Regions from separate parts of the Zea mays genome. Here regions 1 and 2 are each linked to region 3. The links are chromatin contacts, called in public Hi-C maps. All regions are on one chromosome and are shown on one strand. Each heading gives the region's core, a stretch centred on a gene start, on an enhancer-like site or on the middle of the called end of the contact. The rest is flanking DNA. Distances are from core to core; before and after follow the strand shown. Region 1 holds the start of LOC100280298 (choline/ethanolamine kinase). Region 2 holds the start of LOC103647452. Region 3 holds the start of LOC103647455 (dormancy-associated protein homolog 3).

Region 1 (4,268 bases), core at 1,425-3,924, 170 kb before region 3:
GATAGTAGGAATTGGCAGGAATAACTGCTATCTTCGGTTTTAGTTCCCTAGTATGGGCCTAAACCCATCACCACCACAACCAGTATTTTGCTACATAACCATGTTACATAGATGTTCCCACTATACAAGGATCAACTACTATTTGTGCCCAAGGGGAAAAAAATAGGAAAACATCACTCTAAGAAGGGCAAAATGGCCCTGAAATACCAGAAGGCACATTGTCAACTTCAAGGTACCTTAAGTTCTTGAACTTCATCTTGTATTTCTCTAAATGAGATCTTTTCATATCTCTTCTGCTTCATGTTATCCTCAAACTTCAATGCTGCAGCTGCAAGGTGCATTTGATAGCACACATAAATATTATTTATGTTACTAACTTGAGCCAAGAAAAGTGTCATGTTTGAGATGCCATCAACATAAAAGCAAGTCTCGAATGAGCAACAAAAGTTACCTACCTTTCTTCAAAAACTTGAATATATCATTCCACAATTGTGGTTCTTTAGACCCTGGTATGTCTACTTGATGGAATTTGCGTAGCTCCTTGGCAATTTCAGCTGCTATTTTAGGTTCTTTCATGTCTACAAAACAAAATAACGAGGATCAGTAGATTTGTTTACAGAAGCATTTCATAAAACCTCCAAACATCCAAGGCTTCAAATTGGCATACCAAATCGTGGATAATGCTGACTACAGGGAAAGGAAAAAACATAAATCCTTTCAACTTGCATTTGAAATTGCAACTGAAACTACAAAGGAGAACAAAGAAACTATTGCACTAGGTTGATTAGGACCCCACACCCATATGTTATTCAGACAGGATCTATGCCTACCTGCTGGTGACAGTGTTCGAGCATAGATGAATGACTGAACTACTCCATTCTCAAATATTCCAAGTAGCCGAGCCCCGAACCCTGCAGCTGAGAGATATGGTATCGCCTAACCATGACGGTAATAGATGTATGCATTAGGAAATATTTTAGAACCGAGATAAATTATACTATGTGTACAGTCTAGGAACCCTTAAAAACTATCATTCTAGGTTAGCAATTTTCAGAGAATGAAATGAAATCCATTTGTCAGGGAAAAGGTACAGATATGAAACAAAAGGTAATGCACTTGGTAGGACAGATGCTACTACAAGACCATGACTATGCTATGTCTAGAAGAATTGAAAATATGCCACTATAAAAATATGACACCAAATACAAGGGGTCATACTAGACCCAATGTAGAATACTATAGGATGCAGGTTACTAGGTTAGTATAATATGACTATAACACACAATCTCGTACCACTCAGATTCTCACCTGCAATTCCCTTTTCCTATCAATCACCAAGTCCGTATTTGGTCCATACAACCGAACAGTAACAGAAGACTCATTGCCGTTGTCTTCTTTGACAGAAACCTTCAGCACTGTAGGTAATAACAAATAAACATCATGGACTATAAATTGAAAAAAAAAATTGCTGCACACAGGAAACCTTGCTCATGTGAATCATCCCTATGGGTGGCGGATACAGACAGCAGGCTGTTCTTACTTTCTAATGCTGCAAGCATAGTGCGGCAGATCCGCAGATGTGGCAATGACAGCAGAAATGATACAGGCCAAAGGAAATATTATGCAGCACCCCGGAGACTATCTAATCTAATCGCACACAGTTTGCAAAAAGCATTAGGTTCTGCTGCTTTATCAGTAAACGGGAACAATGAGGAGCAGGAAGCCGAAGCGGACAAATGGTCGTTACAGTAGGAGATAAAAAAGTTATGTACTCATGTCAACGATGTGGAACATTTCAATGTAACTATTATGCACTATTCATTTCATTTACTACAATCATCATGCTGCTCAGGCGAAAAAGGCGAGGAATTCTGAATGGCGCTACAAGCCATGCCACAACAACTCACATAGATTCGTGATGCCCCCGGACACGGTCTCGATGGAGAAGAGCGAGCTGTCAATCGACGACCACCCTTCGACCAATTCCTTGCAGAGAGCTCTGAAAAAGCACCAGGAATCCCCAGATCAGAGAGCCTTTCCGTGCATCAGCACACTCCTGTCTCCCACACGCTCGGAGGCATTTTCTCAAACACTACCGGCTCGTTCCCGAGCACGGGTACGACGCCTCGCGATCGCGAGTACCCGAACATGACACGACCTCACAGCGTGACCAGGCCGGGCGCAAGCGCGAGCGCGAGCGCGAGCCGAAGCAAGAGGATCGAAGATAGATGTGGGGACGGGGTACTTGCATGATGCGAGGCGACATCTTCAGGAGCGGCAGCGAGATGTCGACGGAGGCCGCCGACGTGGGAACCTCCGCGGGGGCCGCGGCCGACACAGCCGTGGTGGTCGCTTTCGCCTCTACCCCGCCGCCATAGCCGCTGCCGGCGGCCATGCCCGCGCCGTTCCAGGCCCGTCCCTCCGATCCCATTCCCCTCGCGGTCGAGGACACGCCCTGTCACCCTCCCTCGGCCTCTCCGGGGTCCGCGCGCGCGAGGGATCTCGTTGCGCTATTCCTAGCTGGGAGACAAGACAACAAGACCGGGCCCGAGCCCACCCGACTCGATTCGATTTCGATCGGAGGCGACTAGGCGTCTTGTCTCTTGTCTAGGCGAGGCGACGCAGGCGAGGGGAGCGTGAGCCAGTGACCGTCCGTGAGCGCAGGCAAAGCCGCAGAGGCAACAGGCAAGACAGTGAGCGCGAATCCGAACAGCGCGCGTATATAACGCCCACTCGAGTACTGAGGCCGCATGGCGGGCCCGAGCCACGGTCGGTCGCGTGCTCGCGCCTCGTCCCGACCTAACGCGTGGCGTGCGCGTCTGTCCCACTGCGCGCGGGCGTGCCACCGGAGAGCGATGGGCCACAGGGCCATGGACATGGACGCCGGATATTTTGGCCCGTGGGATCTGAATCGTTGTCGGCTCTCCTCTGGAGAGATGACAATTTGCTATAAATTTTACACTATAAAATTTAAATATCATATTAGAATCTAGAATCGAATTTAGTGCTTTAAGTAGGAATAAAAATGGTAATTTGAACTGTTAGGACAAATTTAATATTTTAAAATAGATATATATATATATATAATTTGATATTGATCTTTTTTATATTATCAAGCACATTAGTACAAATATGAATAAAATATTACATAAATTGTTTTATGTATTATTTGCTCCCTACAACACAAAAAGTTGAAAAAATTACCGAATTTATTTCCGAATCCATACCGAAGTTTATATCTATTATTTAAAAAAATATATGATAAATTTGAGGTTTAACTTTTATGAATCTTTAGAAGCTGAATGTTAAAAACAAGAATACAAATTTGTATTATAGATTCTATATCCTATTTATTCACAATCAAAGAAAAACGACTAAAAAACTGATTACCGAATAAATAATGTTTCCGACCGTTTTCATCCCTAGCTCTAAGTAATTATGAAAAATTATTTGGACCATGATTTATTACCACCCCTACTTCTTGGGTCTCCGTTGTCCTATGTCGTCATGGGTTTGTTTGTCGATCTTTTCGGGTCACGAAGTTGCGATTACGAGACTGGACAAGATATTTTGTCGTGTACTATGCTCTTGTTGTCGTGTACTATGCTCTTGCTGTTGCTGAGGTCATGTTTGGAATCGTTAGACCGTGTCCAATAGATAATAAGGATGCGTCAGGTATGACTTGCACCAAAACAGCTTTAAGCTCTAGCTTTTCCTCTAAAACAGCTTTATAGTAGAACTAAAGGCATTTTATAAATCGTTTGACATAAACAACTTATCATAGAGTCAGAGTCATTTTCTTATATTAAAGTGTCAGCGCCAAAGCCGGTGAAGGTATTGTTTGTGGCTTCTTCTTCGTAGTACAAAAATAACTATGACCTTTAGATGCTTTTAGTAGTAAATTGTTTTTAAAAAAAGAGTGATTGACACTGCTCAGGCTTTTTGCTAGAGAAAAGTTAGAGCTAAAGCCCTGCCAAACGGGCTCTAAGATAGGAGGTGGAATAGAAGAGTCGTTGTACATGTCCTTACATATCTAACAATTGTTAGTTGAGTTGAACATGTTAATAAACTAATTGTTACAAGGTATTAGCTAAAGGTGTCTGACCACTAATTTTAGCTCTAAAGATTTTAACATAGCTTAATGCGAGTGAGTGGCTCAAGCACCGCGTCTCTGTTTTTTTTACTGGTAAGTGTGATCAAATTGAGATTATGATTATTACTCGCAAAACCATAGACGAACAAAAACATGAAACACAGCCTTTAGGTCA
Region 2 (3,880 bases), core at 1,270-3,769, 240 kb after region 3:
CTCATTTTTTTAAGAGAAATTAGTTTATTTTTCTTAAAAAATGAAAATACATTGGAAAAATAAGATTGCTAAATTAGCCCTAACTGATATCTCCTCGTTCATATTTCTTGGCAATATTACAGAATATACAGTTGCCCGTCGAATCAGAACTCAGATTAGCATTATGAAGTACGAACAAAGGTCATACAAGATTACGCTGACACGGAAGGCATAACTTCCATAGCCTTGCACGTTTCCTTGTAAACCTCAGTAAATTCAGTTGTACAGTCATGCAATTGGACTAACATTAATGCTATACAAGTTGTGGCGAAGCTAGAGAAAATTTAAGTAGAGTGCAATTGTCTTTGTAGGTGCATAAAGATTTGCTAGATGGGTGCATATAATGTGAAACTTTATCTAACTCTATAGATTTTACATTTTTGGGGATGCATTTGCAACCACTCAGTAAAATGTAGCTTCATCGCCCCTGTATACAGGCAGAAGAACGAGAGCAAAACTGCAACGCTATGAAAGGCAGGAGGCTGACGACGAGGTCCGAGATACGGAGATAGAGCCTGTTTGGTTAAGTTTTTTTTCTTGACGACGTATAGGAAGAATCTAAATATAATATGGATTACGTGCGGATGATGATCCAATGCATAGTTCGGGTGTATGCACTGGATCTTCCGTTGTATACATAAAACTCCTCTCTTCTCTTAAACCTTCCGGTGTTCACAATTTCTCTGCCATGTTTATCGATTAGATCGACTATTGTTTCGGTTGTTCGTTGTTCCGGTCCTCGGAGAAAAACAATCCGTTGAATACTGCAATGCTCGCACTGTTCGTTATTTTATTCTGGTGTGTGCTTTTCTTTACCTCGTGCGAATGCACTGTGCATATATATGGTCGTACAAAACACTATTGTACACTGCATATTGTATTGTTCAAAGAGTGAACCTAAACGAATGATTCAATTGTTAGAATTGTCATCGGTCGAAATTTTTAAGTATTATTAAAAACACAAATATTCATGACACTAAATCAATATATTATAAAATATATATCTTAGGATGTGCTAATGATCATAATTGTATTATGCCATAAATCTTGTTGCTATTTTCTATAGCTTCAAACTTTTTTACTAATGAAAACTCGAGTAATAAACTTCAGGCTTGTTTAGTGCTTGAAGCTAAAACGACATTAACAATGTAACGATGGAAATGAACAGTTGCAAAGTTGACCAGATCATGTGTATTTACATCTTGAGACACTGAAAAGAATTCTTCTCCCCTACCACCCTAGCCCTAAGTAAAAAAATAATCTGTGAATCTTTAATATCAGCAGCCTAATAAATCGTCAAGACTTGTTCCCTTTGCTCGTCGCGGCCTCAAGCTAATCTTGATAGAGCACTTCTGCGAGAGGTGAGGCAGCGAAGGTACGACGAGAGCCTGCACAAGCAATGAAATAAATATTTCTAGATCAGTCGTGTGACACAAGCATGCGCGTCTGAACAGTGCCACAAAACATTGTATGCTGCGGGCCGGGCAAGAAATACCTTGCGTGTCATCACGGACTCGATTCCCTCCCGTAGCACAATTTCGGTGTAGTTAGCTCCAAATCTACAATCCAGCGAAAACTACAAAATAAAAAAAGAAGGGGCCCAAATTTCAGAAAACAAATAAAGAACTTCAGATGTACTAGTAGTAAGCAGTACATGACCGTTGCTTTATTTGAAAAAATGAGATTGCTACGTAGAACCGTAGAAGAGAATGAGTGTGCAGTGTGCGTACGTCCAGTACCTGAACTTTGGGAAGAGGGACGTTCATGATGTGCGTCCGGGCGTCGACGCGGCCGGCGACCCTGACCTCCATGTACCTCCTCTGCGCCGACAGCTCGCCCACGAGGAGCCGGGTGACGTTCCGCTGCGCGAGGACGGCGTGCACGAGCACCGTCACGTTGGCGCTCCGCGGGGGCTGGTAGAGCGCCGGCACGTCCAGGGCGCCCACCGACTCGTTCGCGTACGCCACGTCCAGCACCGTCGCCCCGTACCGTATCCCGACCCCGTTCAGGTTCTGCGCCGCGAACACCAGCGACGCCACCGCGCACGGCGCCGCCGTCCCGTCGTCCGCGCTGCGGTTCGGGTTCGACGACCACGTCAGCAGGCTGAAGGACCTGTCCATCTGGATGGACTGCAGGTAGAAGGCCGGCTTCTTCAGCCTCGTGACGAAGACGGCCAGCAGCGCGGCGGCGGCGGCGAGCAGGAGGGTGAGCGAGAGCAGCAGGCAGAGGCAGAGGCATCTAGCTGAGTGCGGAGGAGGCCAGTGGTGGTGGTGGCCATAGCTGCTCTCCTTGTCGCGACACCCACGCCATCTGCTGCTCCCGCTGCTGCTAGCGCCACCACGATCATCCATTGGTAGCTGCTGCAACATTCACCGGCTAGATCGAGGAGGCATGGTTCATTGGTTCAGACGAGCAATGCAAGAATGCGAGATGCATTTATATGTTCTCGTTTGCACGCCGAGCCAAGGGAAATCAAGTGTGTCTCCCTATGTAGTTCTCCATGGCCGCAAGCCTCGTGCAAATACTTCCGTTGCCTTTATTCGTTTCGTCAAAATTTTGTGTGAATCTGAGATCCTTGAAGGAGAAGATGGAGCATCACTTCGACGGACAGCTACGCATGTGCCTACTCAACTCTGATACCCCCCCCCCGGTCTAGTATTGACTAATGTAACTTTTGTTTCAAACTGGGAACTTCTTCGTTCAGTCGAAATCAAAATGCATGTTTTCTGAAAATTACTTGAAAGAACTAGTACATTTTTTTGCAGCAACTTGGACCCTTCTTTTGAATTTTGACTTTCTGATTTTTCAAATGGTAGAAATGGAGAGGCATTTTTACGCCCATTTTCAAAGGGTAGGCTTCAGAGTTATTTTAAATAAATTATTTATAACTTTTTCCGTAACACATAACTCACAAACAATTTCATATAGTCAAAACTATCAACAAAACATTACTTTTGTAAGGAAATAAGTAAGGTAGTATCAAATTTTGTACAAATAACATTTCCACTTGTATATGACATGTATTTGGTTATATGTGCAAAACACATAATTAGAGCTTGATTGCATTTACAAATACGCCTATGCAAAAGAAACTAGAGAAGAGTTTGTGTATCCAAATCAGCACTCGACCGACACCTTGCAAGGACTAGGTCGCTGATCTAGAAAGACAAAATAAGGTCCAATGTCACAAAACTTCCACTAACATCTTTATCGAAATGGGATGTGATGGAGTTTGAAGCGCCACGCCTGCAATCATCGACTACTGTAGAAAGGAGAGCCAAAGCAAGACCATTCTTGTTAAACTTCCACTAGCATCCCCATATAGAAGAGGGATACAAAAAACAATGAAGAGATCTACCTGCTCATTGACCACTCTAAAGAATAAAGGATCGTCTAGTGTCCCAATTCTTCAAATTGATACAACCACCAGTAGCCATGGCGGGAACAATTTGGTGTGGTCATCTCAGACCATGCTAAGATGGTCCTCCACTCGCTAAGGGCCACTGTAGGTGCTTTGATGGTAATATTGTCATTTGGCCCCATCGTGTCATGCCATGGATGAAACTAAGGGACATTAATTGCAAAGTGCAATGACTACCTCCACCCCAAGGTCACCAATGGTGGCATTACTCCATATATTTGCAAAACTTCCACTAGCATCTAGTATGAACACCAAACATTGTGTCCAGATGCCTGTAGAAGTTGATCTTGAAGGCCTTCTTCTAGCGTTGCTGGCAATGATGGAGGATCAAGAATCCCTTGAGAATGGACAGATTACTTTCTAATCTAGTGTTTTCAAGGACGAAGAGTGTGTGAACCCGATGGGCCATCCACATCTTGT
Region 3 (4,176 bases), core at 610-3,109:
TAGTAGTATTGTCCAGAGTCCAGAACACTCAACCACGCATCCTTGCTGGGCGTGAACGTAGGATTCTATATACATTTTTACATGGCACCAGCAAACCATATACTTGTTGGACTACCCCTGTACAAAGCAGAGGGAGGCCTACTCGTACAGCAACAGCATTGCTACTACTAGCTAGTCATTTTTACAAACTTGTGTTGCACTTGCACACGGTGACATGCCGAGCGTAGTAGTACGTAGTAGCTTACAAAATCGGCAACACCTCGCAGGGGTGACATTTACAACAAGACACATAGTACACCGTTAACGTATGTATGTATATAGTAACTGGACACGTCACCAGAAGCTCTGAAAGAGATTGGTCGTTACATTACATGGCCATGGCCCCTCTGCCCCCTCCCTCCTTCAGTTCGCTAGCTGTGTTGATGGTGGTGGTGGGTTTCCTTGTGCAGTTCTCGTCTTGGCTTGGGCTTCAGAGGTCCAGCGAACTGATCACCACCCTGCAGCCGTTGGGAGGGAGAAGAAGGGGACACGCACATCAGATGATGTCAGATCAAATCCAAGCAAGATCCTTGCGTGTCCCTACTAGTCATTTTTTTGTAATTTTAGAGAACCAAGTAACATGCTTCCAACATATTTAAATATATTAAATATTTTATTTTCGAATAAATTAAAGATATAACTTAGATAAATACCATATGTAATTATAACATTAAAACTGTAGCAATTCCAGTAAACGAAAATATGAAACATAGCTACTCAGGTTTACTTGTAAATTAAACATGGCCAATAGATGAAGAATTCAGATTAAATACATAAACATAATTGTATAATTGTTTATATTAAATATTGCTATCAAAATAGCGGGTTGCGGGTTGAAATTTTCGGGTACTCCGATCCTAGCAGCACGTACGGTACGTTCAGAAATATATGTGGTACCACGCGATTACAGTGCGATAAACCAAGGTAGTAGTAGCAGATAGTAGATCATCATCATAATCATAAATATAATACATGTACAATACGTGCGTGTGAATGAATTTTATAAATTAGCGGGCCAGAGGATAGTGCTACGCACCAGTCGTACACGGTGGGGCTCCTCGGCGTGCCGGGGGCGTCGTCACCGCCGCCGCCGCCCATCCTGGCTTTCCCGCGCAGCTTCTTCGTCCAGCCCTCTCCCCTGGGCGTCGTCGCTGCAGCTAGCATCATGTCACGATGGCGACCGTGCAGAGAGATACAACAAAAATCAGCCGTGCTTCGTTTTTTTTTTGTTTCGGATCTACAGTATCATCTAGCTATCCCAAAGATTCATTCGGCTGGCCAAAACCGAAACACCACACACACACACACACAGACAGAGACAGCAAGAGCTGGGGGAAAAAAAGAGACATGGTGGCGCCAGCCGGTCACCTGCGCCGAAGGGCGAATCCGGAGCGCCGCTTGCGGGCGACGGGGACGACGGCGCGGAGCTGGACTCGCTGCGGGGCGACGTGACGACGGACAGCGCCGCCGGCCGCCGCAGCATGGTCAAGCTCCGCGTCACGGCGCCCGGAGGCGGCGCGGAGCCCGCCGCCGCCGCCGCCGCCACCGCCGCCGACGACGACGACGAGGGGGAGAAGGAGGCGTACTTGCGGAGCTTGCCGAGGCCGGAGTCCGGGCGCGGCCCGGCCACCGTGTCGTCCCACAGCTGGTTCAGGAGCCCCATATATGCACCGGTGCGTGCGCGTCCTACGTACGTGCGAAGTGGCCGGCCGGCGACGGCGTGGTGCGCGTTTTGCTTCGAGAGCGATGCTCTTGCTCTGTTTCCTTTGGTTCTCTTGTTTGATGTTTTCGTTGTCCTTGGGGCGAGAGGAAGAGAGGCGTGAGGTGTGCGGATCGAGATCTCTCTCCTTTGTTCCTTTCTTCTTGGAGGACCAAGGGAGCAGTGCAGTTTTATAGTCGAAATTTTGAGGGGTAGGGAGATGATCTAGGCGAGATATTTGGGGGGCCATGTGTAACACTGTAACTTGGGATTGTCAGTTTCTTTTTCCTCCGTGTCTTAAAACACTGTCTTCAAATACGCCATTTAAGTCATCTCTGTGACTTAAATATACAGCTCTACATCATGTTAAATATAAATACAGAGAACACTAATCTATGCTAATCTATTAAAAATTTAACGTGGACGATCACTCGAACTCATACCTCCCTGTTCTAGAAATTTGGAGTTAACCACCGGATCACATGTCTTAGTGTTTAGAAATAAACAATAATTATATTTAAATAAATATCTCAATATCTATTTATACGATATGTAACAACCATATCAAAGCATAGGCAACTAGCTAGTGATTCTCTGTACACAGACTTTCTTTCTTCTAGTCTATCCAATTTAGACTTTATGTGATCAAATGATGTTAGGATTGTTTAATATCTTTAATTTAGTAAGTTATAGACTTTATGCGGTTGTAATATTTTTGATTTTATGTGATCAAATATATGGGTCAGGTTTAGGCTGACACGGCTCAACAAAGACACAACGTGGTTTAGAGCCAAACTGGACCTCTGTTTTTATACTTCGGGCTTTACGACACGACCCAAAAGTTTTTGGACCTTCTTGACCCGAAGCACGACAGATTCAGGCCAGGCTGGGCCAATTCCCAGGACTACATGAGAGTTCGTGCATGTGGAGACTCGCCGGATTCTACATTTACATTTATTTAAATCATGTTTGTTTCAGATTATAATCTCTCCGGATTATATAATCCAGCGCAATAAACCAGCAATTAAACAAACAACTATATTATGGATTCAGATTATATAATCTAAAACTTAGATTATGATAATCTCATAATCTACTCAATAGTAGCTTATTTGAGATTATTTTTGGCAAAAATTTCACCATCCATGGTTATGTAAATAGAAATTACAATATATGTCATCTTTCTTTCCTCACCTCAATAAATAAAAAAAAGTAATGTTATCTTTGTGAATAATCTATATTTGTATAAGCTAACTTACCAAACAGCTACATATAAATTATAATAATCTAGTTATAATCAGGATCATATAATTTAGATTATAATTTATACTCTATTTTTATCGAATCGATTCTCACGTAAACAGAGGAGTCGATTGTAACGAACTGTCAGAAAACTTTTGATTGGCCGGGCTGGGTCTCACTCAGTGCCGGGCCCGCGCGACTGTGAGTTTCCTCGAGCAGATAAGATCAACTGCTGAAGGCCAACTCCAGGACGCCACGCGCTGGACGAGCCTGGCGCCCTCGTGTCGAGAAGAAAGCGTGGCATGCACCGTGCCCCACACCAACACGAGACAATGCACGGCACGGGCGCCTCTGGTCCAGCAGTTGATGAGATAATACATTTTACATAATAATTGATTAATATATATATATATGGTGCTATGGCATTTAAATTAAACTAATGATTGATAAACTATGTTTATGTGTTAAATTGGTTTATGTGAATATAATTGTGGGTTAAAATGATGAACATGTGTGAATTATTAAATTGATGAGTGATAAGGTGTGTTTACTTGGTGTTGTATTGATATGGTCTGTATGAGTATAATTATTATTTTCTATTGTTAAATTAGTTTAAAAATAACTAAAAATTGGTTATATACATATTGTTTTTCCTGTTCTTGCTCGCGAGCTAAACGAGCCAACTCCAGCTCGTAAACGAGCCGAGTCGAGCTGACTCTATGGCTCGTTAGCTAACGAGATGGGACGAGTTGGCTCGATATCCGGCTCTAATCCACACTCATGCAACTCTAAAATTTTATTCTAAGGCCCCATTTATTTTGTTGGAATTGAATTTCATTCTAATAATTATAATTTAGACAAAACTAATTAAATTAATATATTTGTTTATATTTGTTTATATTTGTATATTATCCTAAATCATATAAGAGATAGTTATAAACTACATTATGTTATAGAAAAGTAAGTAAAAGAGTGAGCTATAAATTATACATTAGAAAAGTAGCATATAAATCTATAGAATCAATTTCCATCTTTCACCCCATAAATTTGAGATATATTTAAATATACACTTTGGAAAGTTATGGAATGCCACATTCTAAAAAAATAGCATACTCCATTAGTTAAATTATAATTCCTCAAAATAAAAGGAAACATATATCTCACAAACTTCCACAGTCATATTCACACTGTACCAA

The links. A called contact is a pair of places that touch in the nucleus more often than the background predicts.
Region 1: a contact with region 3 is called in a Hi-C map of leaf, with 6 times the contacts expected there. The contact joins the promoter of LOC100280298 here to the promoter of LOC103647455 in region 3. A contact is called at or near these places in 8 of 25 Hi-C or Micro-C datasets (bundle sheath, ear, leaf and 2 more).
Region 2: a Hi-C map of leaf shows a contact between it and region 3, with 2.5 times the contacts expected there. The contact joins the promoter of LOC103647452 here to the promoter of LOC103647455 in region 3. A contact is called at or near these places in 5 of 25 Hi-C or Micro-C datasets (bundle sheath, ear, leaf and 1 more).

Annotation. Positions count from the first base shown.
Region 1 is chr2:188,971,444-188,975,711 of Zm-B73-REFERENCE-NAM-5.0, reverse strand. LOC100280298 (choline/ethanolamine kinase) reads right to left here and starts at 2,674. Exons shown (of 11, transcript NM_001153225.1): 1 at 2,250-2,674; 2 at 1,908-1,999; 3 at 1,309-1,415; 4 at 831-936; 5 at 456-578; 6 at 237-328. The coding sequence starts at 2,431.
Region 2 is chr2:188,560,879-188,564,758 of Zm-B73-REFERENCE-NAM-5.0, reverse strand. It overlaps LOC103647452, which reads right to left and starts at 2,519. Exons shown (of 3, transcript XM_008671990.4): 1 at 1,779-2,519; 2 at 1,535-1,615; 3 at 1,137-1,427. The coding sequence starts at 2,408. The coding sequence ends at 1,317.
Region 3 is chr2:188,799,830-188,804,005 of Zm-B73-REFERENCE-NAM-5.0, reverse strand. LOC103647455 (dormancy-associated protein homolog 3) reads right to left here and starts at 1,859. Exons shown (of 3, transcript NM_001365034.1): 1 at 1,408-1,859; 2 at 1,076-1,190; 3 at 47-497. The coding sequence starts at 1,702. The coding sequence ends at 470.